Regions from separate parts of the Mus musculus genome. Here region 1 is linked to region 2. A link is a contact called in public Hi-C data. All regions are on one chromosome and are shown on one strand. The core of a region is the stretch at or near the end of the contact, and the rest is flanking DNA. Distances in the headings are between cores, read along the strand shown.

Evidence for each region. Hi-C and Micro-C count contacts between places; a contact is called where the count stands out from the background.
Region 1: a Hi-C map of embryonic fibroblasts shows a contact between it and region 2, with 1.6 times the contacts expected there. The contact joins the promoter of Dlx5 here to the enhancer-like site in region 2. A contact is called at or near these places in 2 of 484 Hi-C or Micro-C datasets (MC3T3-E1-derived osteoblasts and embryonic fibroblasts) and 3 of 9 other capture datasets (adipose tissue, liver and pancreatic islet).

The regions. Positions count from the first base shown.
Region 1 is chr6:6,877,016-6,884,141 of GRCm38.p6, reverse strand. It overlaps Dlx5 (distal-less homeobox 5), which reads left to right and starts at 2,074. Exons shown (of 3, transcript NM_010056.3): 1 at 2,074-2,610; 2 at 4,432-4,616; 3 at 5,654-6,341. The coding sequence starts at 2,256. The coding sequence ends at 5,983.
Region 2 is chr6:6,796,574-6,804,315 of GRCm38.p6, reverse strand. No RefSeq gene overlaps it. Among named protein-coding and RNA genes, the nearest start is that of Gm34871, 42 kb to the right of the region's middle. Within about 2 kb of position 1,620, at least 25 of the 459 cell types and tissues checked have an H3K27ac peak or open chromatin away from gene starts, as enhancers often do. A contact at or near this core is called in embryonic fibroblasts, where this site is marked.

The DNA.
Region 1 (7,126 bases), core at 825-3,324, 79 kb before region 2:
ATAAAATTGGGGCCTGTGATGGGATCACCCATCTCTCTGCACTTTTTTTTTTTATAACCTCTGAACACTTTGACCAGCTCAAGGCATTGATTTGTAAGGCCCCATGGATTAGGTGAGCATCTTTAGAGCAGACCGCAATCATAATCCAGTAAGGTCAGCAGTACGTTTGCCTCCTTGAAGACACTCAGTGCAAATCTAGAGCCTGGACAGCCACATGAAAATCAAAGGCAAGGGATCAGTGTCAAGGAACAGCAAACATTTGTTAAACCCACACATCTGTGTCAGAAGGGAAATCTAGAGACACCAAGGCTGCAAGTAGGGACTCCAGATGAAGAAAGGGGTGGCCCTGCTGCATGCTAGCTCCCTCTCGTTGTTGACAAAAGCTGAAGTTGTACAGCCAAGGAAAAGCAACAGTAGCCTGGGTTTATGGGGCCCATGTGCACCTGAGGCACGTGTTGCTGCTTCCAGTTGCAGCTCCAGATTCCAGAGAGGGACTGACCTCCTGCTTCCAGCTCTCTGACAGAGGCTTGGAGTCCTTGGTTGCCAAAACAAGAACAAAGTAACCTCAGACAAAACTCAGGCAGATTTTCACTTCTTCCCCTGGCAAAAGGGGAACCAGAAGAGGAACCAGAAGATTCCACCCTGAACATTCAATGACACTCCCAGGTTCCTGGCCAAAAGGAGGCCCAAAATAGGATACAACTCATTTTTGAGGGGAGTAGACACAGCATTGAGTGAGGATCAGAACACATTCCTAAGGCCTCACTCAATCATAACTAGAGGAAAAGCCCATGTTGACAAAATAAACTTCTTCTGGTGGTCTGTGGCCAGTGTATGAGTCTTGAACCCTGCTCCCTTTGTACATAAACGAAGATGCTCAGTAGGCAGGAAATAATGGGGGATGCTACAGAACCCAAACTCAAGAATTGAGAGGGGGATTGGAGTGGATGTAGGTAATGGAACCAGGAGAGGGTCGTCCATGATCGAAACCCCATCTCCCAAGCGGACTTGGTTCCTTGCCTACTTTTCGGTCTTCATACTCCATTTGGTCTGGAGGCACACTATAGGTCACACACCCAAATCAATTCACGTTTGCAGGAATCTGGCTCCTGAACTGAGACAAGAGCCATTCTAGAAGCTTCCAAGTAGTCGAGGATATTGAGCAAAAAACCAAAAGGCTGCTCAGCTCTCTGGGAAAGCCAACTAAGAGAGTTCAGGCAGTGGCAAGGTATTCAGGAATGAAAGACATTGATTTTCAGCAGTCCCTGTAAAGACTTCAGTTGCCACTGGGGACGTCTAGATTCTTGGACATCTCTGTGGAGTCCTGAGAAACAGGGGCTTCTGCAAAAGCGCTTGCTGCGTGTCCAACTGTTTTCCAGTTTACAAATTTTCAACATAAATTAGTTGCAACTTGCTTCCCATCATCCCACTAAGACAATGCTGTTCTCCATTTGTTCTCACTGCCATCTAACACTGCTCCTCCTCTGCACACAGTCCCACAGCGGTGCTCTCTCCTACAGTCTCCGTCGGAGGAGGGGGGAGAGGACTGGTAGGTGTGGAGCAAGAAAAGAGCATCAAGAACCGCATCCTCTAAACTGTACTTTTGAGATTGCTGATTGGAACACGTTGTCTTCAAACAGCACGGAGCTAGGCCCTGGGACTGCTTGGTTTGTCGAAGCTATTCACTAAAAAGAGATCGACTGAGACCCTCCCTCCCCCAACAGGGAACAACTCATATTCTCTCTCTCTCTCTCTCTCTCTCTCTCTCTCTCTCTCTCTCTCTCTCTCTCTCACACACACACACACACACACACACACACACACACTCTCTCTCTCCTTGTACGCCTCTCTCTCTCTCTCTCTCTCTCTCTCTCTCTCTCTCTCTCTCTCTCTCTCTCTCTCTCTCTCTTTAAGCAATGCTTTGTTGTGCTAAAACTAGTTGGACGAGTTAGGGTGTTGCTCTGCTCCCGAAGCCCTGGCCAATGGAACCCGATCCACCCCGCTGTGCGTAAGCGCGCAATTAAGGATTTAACCAAGGCTGTGCTGCGCCTCAGCCAGCAGTCAGCCTGCGGGAGACAGAGCCTCCACGACTCCCAGCCTCCTCCTCCTCCTCCTCCCCGCCGCCGCCGCCGCCTCCTCCTCTTCCTCCTCCTCCCTCGCTCCCACAGCCATGTCTGCTTAGACCAGAGCAGCTCCACAGCCAATTCAGGCAGCAGCGGCCGCCGCAGTAGAAGAACAGCCACCGCCCGGGAGCTATGACAGGAGTGTTTGACAGAAGAGTCCCAAGCATCCGATCCGGCGACTTCCAAGCTCCGTTCCCGACGTCCGCCGCCATGCACCACCCGTCTCAGGAATCGCCAACTTTGCCCGAGTCCTCGGCCACCGATTCTGACTACTACAGTCCCGCGGGGGCCGCCCCGCACGGCTACTGCTCTCCTACCTCTGCTTCTTATGGCAAAGCGCTCAACCCCTACCAGTACCAGTACCACGGCGTGAACGGCTCCGCAGCCGGCTACCCGGCCAAGGCTTATGCCGACTACGGCTACGCCAGCCCCTACCACCAGTACGGCGGCGCCTACAACCGCGTCCCGAGTGCCACCAGCCAGCCAGGTAGGCGCGCGGGGGCGGGAGGCAGGTACCCAGGGCATCCGTAACCCCGCGGGCGCCAAGTTGGGTGGTAGATGAGGGCCACGCTGTCCGCACCCATAGAAGGGTGCTTCGCAGAAGCGAGTGGGGGCCTGGGACTGCAAACAGGACAGCACCTCACACCGGCATGGGGGGGGGGGCAGTGGAGGACTTTTGAAGAGGTTTAATCGGGTGTTTTGCCTCTGGCGCTGCTCGAGGATCCCTCCTTAGCTGGATTCCTAGCTGGCCTAGCCAGAAAGCCAGCTTGGCTGCAAAGAGGCTAAGGGATTTGGGGGGCGGGGGGTGGGTGAAATCAAGCAGCCCTAGTGGTGTTTGCGTAATAAAAGGAAAGTTAGTTGGAATTCTGGGTGAGCGTGCTGAGTTGGTGAGATCTAGTCTGGATTAGCCAGCGAAGCGCCCCGAGGCCTCTCATGGAGGGTGCGGGCAGCACACCGGGTGACCTGGGGGCCGGAGGGCTGCAGCCTGACAGAAAAGCGAACAGGGAACTTTGCGGTTTATCCAAGGTATTTCCAAATACAAAAAGTCATTTAAAATAGCGGAGGATTGCCGAGAGTTCACTCTGTTAGAGGGACCCCCCCCCACACACACACACACACTCCATCGAGTGCTCTCTCCGTAAGTGCCTAGAATTTGTCTGCCTTCCTTCTTCCCCACAGACTCCCCTTTCCGTCCACTGTGAAACTTCCTTAGAGCGTTACAGTGGGGTAGAGAGCTTGGGCGGTAAATGAGAGGCGTGAAGTCTCAGTGGAGAAATTTTACTAGTCGATTTTGATCTCCCCTCACCGACACATTAATAAGGCTGCTAATATTAGCATCCCCTACTCCAGTAGAGCGGAGACCGCAGCCCTCCCTCCTTCTCCACCCTTCCTCTGGCAGCAGCTTCATACACCGACTCTTCCACTCCTTTCAGGACTGAAGGGGGAAAAGGGGCCATGTGGCCTAGGGGCACATTAGCAAAACACGGATTCACAGGACCCCAGCGGGGTACATTTATGACAGTGAGAATTCTTCCTTGGTTCCTCCCCTTTACTACGAAAATATCCTTACTACAGATTCCTTTGCAATACATTGTTGATGGAAGTTTGAGTCTGCTCCTCTTGCTGTCTCTGTATCCTTGCATAGGGAGAGGATTTTTTTTTTTTTTTTTTTTGGTCAAGAACATATTAAGTCTATTTGTGAAAGAAACCAGACACATCTGTGCCCTCTCAGATCTGCAGTGAGATTATGGGGACTACATAATCGGCTCTCTGTCTGCCGCAGCCCCGACCGACCGCTTGCCGCTGTAGTGAAGGAACATAGTTTGCTTGTCGGTCTTTGAACTTTGGAGCCCTTGGCTAGCGTCTTCCCTGCCCAAGCGTCTAGCCTCTGCGGGCGCCCGAACAGACGCCGACAGAGGGTCATGGCCCAGGGGCCTCCTCGCGTGACGCCCAGGGATTGGAGTGGCTATTCGCGTCCCAGAAACACACAAGGTGAATACAGGGAGGGAAAAAATAATGAGAAAAATAAGCATCTCCAAAGGGTTCCATCCCTAAAGCGAAGAACTTGATGTGTACAAAGTGCCCCACGCACACAGTGGCTAGTAGTCAGAGACTCGCCAGCTCTTCCATGTATGATCTGAGGATGGGACAGATTTCTCTGGGGTTTGAAAAGCCAAGATTGTGATATTGGGAAAGAGAAAGATGACTACATATTTCAAAACAAACAAAATCTCGCTGATTTGAGGGCCTGTGCAAACGAGCCATTGTCTGCCAGGAAGCTCTAACCTAGTCTGTTTTGGTTATTTAGAGAAAGAAGTGGCGGAGCCAGAGGTGAGGATGGTGAATGGTAAACCAAAGAAAGTTCGTAAACCCAGGACTATTTATTCCAGCTTTCAGCTGGCCGCTTTACAGAGAAGGTTTCAGAAGACTCAGTACCTCGCCCTGCCAGAACGCGCGGAGTTGGCCGCCTCTCTAGGACTGACGCAAACACAGGTAAATCCGGCCGCCGCCAAGTACCGGCCCCGCCTCGCCTGCAAGCCCAGCTCGGCTGCAAGGTTCGGTCCCGACTGGCTGGAGCCGATTCTCTAGCACTTTGCAGAAATTCACAGATAGAAAGACACCAACCGATGCATCTTTCCCTCCATGAGCCAGGCCCACGTGGCGGTGGGCGCGGGATTCGTCGTTTGTCCCGAGTTGCCGCCATCCCCTCCCACCCAAACCCACCCCTGCTTTAACCACCAAAGGCTGGGGACCAAGGTTCCATAGTGAAAACAAGAGAAGGGGTATTTCTGGGAGGAGGGGGAATCTGCCTCGCGCTCTTGAAAAAGGTCTGGGTCCCTTCACAGTGAGAAGCTTGCCTTACTATTGGCCTGATGATGAGTCTCCAGCCATGCAAAGGCCTGGATCGTCCTGTCCCGGTCGACCCTATCCCTGAGGCAGATCAAGCCTCAGCAGCCTGAAGGTCGCGAGGTGGGGGGCGCTGTTGTACGGGGAAACCCTCCGGGATTGTCCCCTTCTTTTCCCTCCCAACCCCGCCCGCTGGGGCCTAGAATAAGGAATGTTCAAGTCGCAGCCCAGAGCTTCAGGCAGAGTCTGGCCTCCCAGTGCCGAGGGGACTGAAGGGAGTTGGACAGGAGATTGGACAATCTCTCCTTTCCCTTGGCACAGTGCACCTACAGTTTGGCCCAAGCCCCTCCCCATCGGGGACTCTGGCCTTCGAGCAGGAGAGGTATCCTCCCCAGTGACCTGGTGCACAGGCCCACACGTGCGACCAGGTCTAGAGTGAATAAAAGACAAAGCCTTGGGGTAGCAGAAGCTGGTTCCCGCTGAGCTGGACAGAGCTCCCTCTGTGCGTCCCTCCCATTGCCTAGGCTGAAACTGCAACCTCCTGGCGATGGGCGGCTTGCTGCTGGTAGTTAGTTATCAGGGCAGGATAGTCTAGGGCCAGGAGAGCCTTCATTCGTCGCTCAGGGAAAGGCGCGTGCAACCTCTGAGTGTCCCGGTAACGTGTGCCTTTGTTCCCCACCCAGGTGAAAATCTGGTTTCAGAACAAAAGATCCAAGATCAAGAAGATCATGAAAAACGGGGAGATGCCCCCGGAGCACAGTCCCAGCTCCAGCGACCCTATGGCGTGTAACTCGCCACAGTCACCAGCGGTGTGGGAGCCCCAGGGCTCATCCCGCTCTCTCAGCCACCACCCTCATGCCCACCCTCCGACCTCCAACCAGTCCCCCGCGTCCAGCTACCTGGAGAACTCGGCTTCCTGGTACCCAAGCGCAGCCAGCTCAATCAATTCCCACCTGCCACCGCCGGGCTCCTTGCAGCACCCGCTGGCACTGGCCTCCGGGACGCTTTATTAGATGGGCTACTTTCTCTTGCTCAGTTTTGGGACTACAGTGTTGTGCTGGTTTAGAAATCAGAAAGAAAGGAATTCATACGGGGATGTTTGAACAATGGAAACAAAAAAGATTCATGTGTAAACTTTTTTTTTGCATGTAAGTTATTGCATTTCAGAGAGCCCCGCCCCCTTTTTTACGAAAAGAACCCTTTTTTTTTTTTTTTTTGCGCAACTGTGGACACTATCAATGGTGCCTTGAAATCTATGACCTCAACTTTTCAAAAGACTTTTTTCAATGTTATTTTAACCGTGTAAATAAGTGTAGATAGAGGAATTAAACTGTATATTCTGGATAAATAAAATTATTTCGACCATGGAAACTGCTCCTTTTTGGCCCCCTGATAACTGGCTAGTGAGGTTATATGCAGACGGTTAAGAACAGATGAATTCTCCAGAAATCCAACAATGCAAAACAGAAGTCAGGAGCTGTCTGGTTGCAGAAATGTGTTTGTGTTGGATGCTCTATTTCATGTATCTGTCTGCACATATGGCCTGTTTATAGTACTGTCGTGTTTAGGATGGTTTTTTCCCTCTAACCACAAAACCATTTAAATGATATTAAATATAGCTCCAAATGTTTTGGGTAGGAAGGAATATTGAAATTAACTACATTTCTCCTACCGTGTGTGAGGGAAAAAGCCAACAGAAATCCCTTGATAACCTGGTATTCTAAGCACAGAGTGATTCTGGTGGGGACCCCCTCCCCCATCTGCATGTGTATTGCAATTATGAGACAGGGGAAGAAAAGGAAATTTGTTATCATTCCTCATATATATATAGTTTTTTTTTCTCAAAAATATGAAATGTTTGGGGCATAGCAAGCAGTAGTTTAAGCCTTGGAGTCCTAATGTGGATGACTACAAATCTGGCCAGGTTCTTTCTGCCAAGAAAATACCATAGGGATTCAGAACAATAGTGAACCTGAAGTACTGGGCCAAACAAGAAATATGGGGGTGGGGAGAATTACTTTTCAAAAAGGTGGGGGGGGGGCTATATTGGTTTCATTTCTTGTGATAAGGTTCTTCATATAATTGTCTTTCACCGGCATCCGTACTTCATGCCTCTTTCAGGATCTCCTGTGCTGCTTTTACATAAAACAGGGGCC
Region 2 (7,742 bases), core at 371-2,870:
TATCTATCTATCTATCTATCTATCTATCTATCTTTCACTCCATGTACTGTTTTAAGTCTCTGGATAAAAACAATAGATAACAGTTTTGATTACTTACCTGTCCCTTTTCTGTCCTTAATCATAGTGGCTTTGATCCCACTTGAACCTCATAATTACTCCTTGGTTAGAAATTATCTTGTATCTAGTTATTATTTAGGCACATATGCATTGAGAATGTACAGTAAGAGTCGGGGCCTAGAACGAGTGAGTTTTAAATTCCTTCTGTCCGCCAGTCCCAGCGACAGAGTCAAGGACACACTGAGGCAGAAGTCTGTTTTCCTCTTAGGCCCTCTGTTGATGCAGCCTATGCCATCAGGGTCTTTCTGTGTGTTTGTGTGTATGCATCACATGTCTGAGGGGTTTGTTCAATATTTTTTCTGCTTTTCTATCAGCTTTATAGTTTGGTGGGCAAAGAGGCCTACTTTGAAGTTCTTTCTGTTGTTAAATCTCTTTCCCAGTGAAATTCAATGTAGGTTCTCATTTTCCAGGACACCATCTCCCAAAAGTTTTAGAGCATGCTAAATTGTAAATCCTTGATGAGGAAATCTGTGTCTAAGGGCCATCTCTCCAGGTGATGTAAAGGTGAAGCCATGTGAGCGATCTCGTACCCTGCTCCTTTTCTGGCTTTTTTCTTTTTTCTTTTTCTTTTGTGACTTAGAGCCTTATAGCTTCTGTAGCTTTGCTCCTGAGTCTGACTTCGGGCTCCCTGACACTGTACCTCTATGTTGCTGGGAGAGTCAACTTAAAATATACAATCTCCAGACGGGAATGATTTAGCAAAATTAAAAGCAGACAAGGGGCAGGGAAGGCGGGAGGTGTCAAATGTTTTCTCTACCCACTATCAGTTTGATGTGGTAGCCTTGTTCCTACCTAGTCTTCCGTCATGCCGTCCTCTACCAACACTAAAATAGCCGACATGGTAACAGAATACACACAAGGAGAGATGTGTAGGCTCTTCGGTCTCCATTCTAACCCACCACAGAGAGTTTTAATTGAGCTTGTTTCAACTTAATTTTGTTTCGCCCTTGGGATGAAAGACACTAGTTTCAGTGTGACTCAAGAGGTACTTTATATGCCCCAGTACAGGGGAATGCTAAGGCCAAGAATTAGGAGTGGGTGGGTAGGGGAGCAGGGACGAGGGAGGGTATAGGGAACTTTCGGGATAGCATTTGAAATGTAAATAAAGAAAATATCTAATAAAAAAAAAGAGGTACCATGAAATATGTAAGAACTTGCAAGAATCTTCTTAGCTTCCTCCAAAGAAAGTCAGTATTTCCAATCGCTTAATTGTTTTTGAGTGAACTCTTTCCAAACAAAACCATGCCATATTGGTGAGCTGATACTAAGGTTTCCAGCCCTGTAGTTCACAGACTGATTTATTTTTCATGAGCACATGTAATTAAAATCTCATTTCTGGTTAGGAACAAGCCTAGTAAGAGAATTGCAAAGAAGTTACAGATAGGGAAGCAATGTCACACAGCAGACCTCTCTTTGAGTCTGCCTCGGGGGATATATGAAGCAGAGCAATTCAGTTTAAGTACAAAAAGAGAGTTTCACACTCACCCCAGATCTTGAGTCAGCATCATTCAGTACAGCTCACCCTGTCTTACAGATCACCTTATCATCGTCAGTGCTGATTCACAGTGGGATGGGGAGAATGGATGCAGAAACAGTTTGTGAGGAGACCATGAAGACATCCATTTTCTTCTCCATTTCTCTACTACTCTCAGATCTTATGTTCATCTCAAAAGCCATCATAGGCAAGAGGTGATACTAATTAGGTTATGGTAAGTGACACACCTCCTGATTACAGCTATAGCCTGGACCCAGAACTGTTTTAGACTATAACTCACTTTTAGTATCTGTGCAATTTCTGAGCACTAGTGCAGATAAAATCCCTTGTATTCTTGTTAGCACCTTGGATGCCTTTCTGAAGGATACAACCTATGGGTCTTAGTGGCACAGGAAAGATAAGATGTCCTTTGTCGTTCATTTTCTGCAAATAGTCTGTATTTACAGTACCATGCCAGTCGTTTCTGACTACCACTTAGGGCAATTTGCTTAGCCTAGCGGAATGTCTTGGAAACTACTGGCAATGATTTAGCCTCCAAAATTGGAACACATTTAGTAGAGACAGAAAGCCTATGAACAAATAGTGGGCATGTGCCAGAGTAAATAAGTGTGGTTCATGAGCTGCGGTCAGAAATGTCTCTCAGTATGCAGGCAAAGCCTTTGCCAATATTTGCCATGAAGCCATCACACAAAGCAGTTTTTCCTCTCAGTAAGACAGACTCAATGAAAGAAGGAACCCGGCCTCACAATCTCCTCGTGGGGCTGTCATCACAGGTCATACGAAAGGAGACCTGCACTGAGAGGACTTTTTTCCAATTAGTATTTCTTACTCAGCCTGCCAAACTTTCATGAAAAAATACAAAGAACGAGACTCCTGAGGGAATAGTAGGCTGCGAGCGTTGGTGGAGGAGAACTCTACAGCACGACACGCCCCTTCCAAGGTCTCATAGTAAGCCACAGCATCGGTTAACTTTGCCTCTTTTCCAAACCCAAGCTCTGGCCTGTACTGTATAACTCCTTCGAAGCAGTTGGTAAGACTACTATTCCCGAGAGAGATCTGGAGTCAAGGAGAAGATTCCCCAACTGAAGACTAGAAGAGACAGAACTGTACAGTGTCCACTCCGGGCTGTCTGCATTTCCTTTAAAAGTTAACTCCTTGATCACACATAACTGGTAGCACTTGGCCTTGAGGAGCGTGCTTGCTCTCTGATGCAGTGTGTGTGTTTGCCCACTGCGCACAGAGTTTGGTTGCACGTAATTTTTCTACTCCTGTGTAGACTATGTAGTTTCATGGTGGCCACTGAAATTCATGAAGAAATCTCTCATTTAAACAATTGAAGGAACCATAAATCAATACCCAGAAAAATTCTTTCATTGTGGGATTTCTTTTCTACTTGGTTAAAGCTGAGTCGCTTTAGTCTCTGCTGCTTCATTGTGTACCCTTGACTAGCTGGCCCTTAAAGACCTATATGAGTCTCCTGTCTCTTTATCAACTTTATTGCTGTAGAAATATTGAGATTCCAGCTGCACACCAATACATCTGGTTTTATATTTTTAAACATGGGTTCCTGAGATTGAACGTGGGTTGCCAAGATGTGTGCTTATCCATGGAACCATTTCTCTGCCCCCAGATTGTTCTATTTAAAGAGGTAAATAAGGACCTGGACAGGTCACTCAGTCCCTAGGGATACTAGCTGCTGTTCCAGAGGACCTGGGGTGGATTCCCAGCACCCACGATGGCAGCTCACAACAACTCCAGTTCCAAGGATTCCAATACCCTCTTCTGGCCTCCTCAGAATATACACAGATATACATTCAGGTGAAACACTCAGACACATAAAATAATAATACAATGAAAGGCAAGTTGAATGTCCTTTTAACTTAACTACAATAGCTTAACTACAGTGCCATACACAGCGAGATGCACAGAATGCTACACAGTGTGATTGATATACACACACAGTATGATTGATACACACACAGTGTGATTGATGTACACACAGTGTGATGCACAACCAGTGTGATTGATACACAGTGTGATACACACAACGTGATACACACACAGTGTGATTGATACACACAGTGTGAGTGATACACACAGTGTGATACACACACAGAGTGATTGATATATACAGTGTGATACACACACAGTGTGATTGATACACTCAGTGTGATACACACAGTGTGATACACACACAGTGTTACACACACACAATGTTATGCACACACAGTAAAACGCACACACAATGTGATTTATCCACAGTGTGATGCACACAAAGTGTGATTAATACATAGTGTGATACACACAGTGTGATTGATACACAGTGTGATACACACACAGTGTAATTGATACACAGTGTGATGCACACACAGTGTGATTGATACACAATGTGATACACAGCATAATACAACAATACTCCGAGATAGCTTAGTTTGCTTAGGGTCTAGTGCTAAGCAAGATATGTATCTCAGATGGAAGTAAAAGTACCAACTAAAGAGATGGAAAAGGGAGTCATTTTGGATTATGATGTCATGCTTTCAGGTGCCATCCTGGAAAAAGTGCTTACCCATATAGCTTCCTGCCTTGTCAAGTGGGGATACCGCTCTGTTGTGGTCCTAGTCTTAATAGGAATAGATGTGAAATTTCCTAGGAGAGGATACAAAGGGCTGTCCATATCAATATAGAATGCTATTCTTGAAATTTGTTTTCCAGTCATTTTTATTGTTGTACATATCTATAAATCTATATATATATTAGCATATATATAAAATCTATCTATCTATCATCTATATATTATCTGTCTATGTATCTACCACCTATTTTCATATATCATTGATTTTTCTATCATGTACTTATCCACTGATCTATCAAGCAGCAATGACACTTATCCAACATGATACCACATATTATTTTTTTAGTACTCAACTCTCCCTCTTCTGTGAACTAATGCTAAGAAATAAATAACCTCATCAACATGTAAGTATAACACCTGAAGTGATTAGCCAGATGTGGTGACGCACGCCTTTAATCCTAGCACTTTGCAGGCAGAGGAAGACTGGTATCTGCCTTCTTGGCCAGCTTGGTCTACAGAGTGAGTTACAGGAGAGCCAGGGCTACACAGAGAAACCCTATATTAAAGAAGAAAACAACCTCCTTCCCAGAATAGAACTGAGGTGATAAAAAAGAGAAAAGGAGTGGTCGAAACGGGAAGATGCATGAGAGTGAACACCCATCCACTATCTGCTATTGGCCCATTCTGGGCTTCAAGTTGGGCTGAATAGTAACTGACCAGTGCATGTATGAACACTGGGAGCCAGCTCATTGCTCACACTGAAATCTGGATCCTCTCATGTCACTTTGCTTATTTTCCTGACTCCAAGTCACGCCACAATTCCACCTCACAAAAAGACAAACACATTTTCCTTTCAGTTTTCTAGTCCCTTTAATTTTACCCAGACTTTCTTGCTGTGTCCTTTTGTGCTGGGTTTAGCTTATGTAATAATTTTGCCTGGGCAGCTTCTACGAAAAGCTCAGCAATCACAGAGCTGTTTGTTTGGTTCCCTCTGACAATCACAGAAGCCAGGATGAGATGTATTAAAAATGCAGGCATAAAACAAAGCAATACCAAAGCAGCAAATTGCTGCAGGACACAAGGGTGCTCTGGGGTATGCATCATTCCCACCCAAGGTTCCTAGACATTCTGCTGTGGCATCATGCTGTATCGACTCCCCTCCCCCACTATCTGCCTCGGCTCAGGATGAAACAAGTCTTGGTTCAGAATAGAGAAACGTGTCTTGCAAAAATACTCAATTCTCTTCAAAGTGGTTTGAAGTTTTGATCTTTCTCAGTCAGTAGTTTTCCTTACCCCAGTGACCAGTTTAGAAAAATTTCCTGTCAGCAAACATTTAACAAATGTGATTAAATATGGCAGACTCAAAACCTAGCTACCATCTCAGCCATATTCTGGATCATGTTTTAAAAATTTATTAACAATTTTATTTGCTTCAGAATTACTTAAAATATGTATAAAGATATGTAAGTATTAGGTTGTTGATTTGATTAAGAGTGCAGAAAGTTCAAATACACACACACACACACACACACACACACAAACATTGATCTAATAGGCCTCCAGAGAATTAAATAAATAGGCCTCAAGAGAATTAAAATGTATGTATGTATGTATGCATGTATGTATTGTCTGTGTCTGTCTGTCTGTCTGTCTGTCTGTGTCATGGCATAAATCTAGAGGTATTAAAGCAACTTGGGGCATTGGCTGTCACCTTCTACCTCCTTGAGTCAGGGTCTCTCTTGCTTCTGCCGCCCTGCTGTAGACTGCAGACTAGCTGGCCTGGTGATCATCCTGTGTCAACCTCATGTCACGGATGCACTCCAACACAGGTGGCTCTTTCTTCTTTTATGTTAGTTTCAGGGATTGAGTGTACAGTATTGGGCTTATTTCTATATGACCCCAGATGAATTTTCTTCCCTCATATATTTTTTCACTGCTTGATTTTGCAACTTTTTTGCTTAGAATATTTTACTCTAAATTGAAAAAGAAAAAGAAAAAAAAAAAAAACACCAAGCTCCATCAGCTATTTCAGAGGCCTGAGGAGAAAAATGAAGGATGGTGTAAATCAAGCAGACCCACCTTTCTGACTTGTGATGTGGTCAGGGAATCTGGACACTATCAAGGCATTGCAGCCCATACCCCAAAGTGACTTTGTTATAGGAAAGGAGTTTAATTTTTTTCCCTTTGTAACCTTGTGAAATTTCCACATTAAAAAGCAATCACATCTTTCAAGCTAGAAATGATTGTGTTTGGCACGGCAGAGCCTCTGGTGTAATGGCTTGTGCTTGTTTTCACTGAAGCAAAATCAGCTTTCAAAATAAATCATCTGTAACAACATTCTACTCCCCAAATCATATAATCCTATTAACGGAGTTTCAATTTTTCCCCATCGTCACTGGTCTGACAAGATCGACTGAACTTGAGTGTGGAGATAGAGGCAGGACAGGATTTGGCTGTGGTAAGGAGAGCTACTTAGCTGTGGACGTGTGAGAGCTCCCTGCACCTCACAAATTCACACCTGTGTTTCATCTTACCTCATGTGCTTTGTCGGGAACTGTTATGCAGTCGCTCACCAACTCAAGCTACTCAAGAAATAGCCCATGCCGGGACATAGGCAGTCGGGTAGGTTACTGTGCATGTCACAGTGAGTAAGGCCTCAGTCAAGACCAAACACACAGTTCCACTGACTGAAAATGGGTCTCACCTGGCTGCATGGTAGCTTTTCCCAAAGTAGAAATTATATGGCAAAACCTACAAAAGCATTTTCTTGTCAATTTGGAATTCTTGGGAGAGCATGCCTAGTGTGTGTGTGTGTGTGTGTGTGTGTGTGTGTGTGTGTGTGTGTGTGTGTGATGAAAAGAAGAAAAAGAACTATCTTGCAGCCACAAATAGTATGTTTTACTTTTGCCAGCAGAGAGTTTCTAGAAAATATTAAGCCAGTTTCCAGCCAATATGTCCTGTCCAGCTTCACCTCTGTTCCTTGGAAATGTTCTGAGACATGGTTGAACTTGGGTTTATCAGTCAAGCAACTCGTTAACAGTTCATGAGTATAATGGCCGTATCAAAGTGGTCAGCCAAAGCAGTTGCGGTACATTTATAATCCTCCATGTTAAGCGACAAGTGCCAAGTGTTGTGAGGCAGCGCCACGTTCTGTGGTGGACAAGCTGTTCTCTTTGGGAAGAAATGTCGTCTTCGCATTGGAGATAGCCCTGTCCATGAGCCAGCATATTCTGGCATCCCACTGATGTCTAGGCTGAAGGGCAAATCTGTTCATCAAAGTCAAGGCAAAGTTAGCATCAGCCTTTTCCTCAGTCTGAGCTTACAGGCCCCCTCACTTTTCAGCTGCTCTTACTCAATTAGAAAGTAACTCTCACTGTAGAGTTGAACCCGGTATTTGAATTCTATCTCTGCCACGTACTAGACTAATATGTTTGATCAAGGTATTCAACCTCATTAAGATGTAATTTATCAATCTACTGACAAAGTATGATAAGCTTACCGAATTTAGGCCAGCAAGGTCAGCGGGCAGACACTTGCTGTCAAGCCTGTGGATTTTGA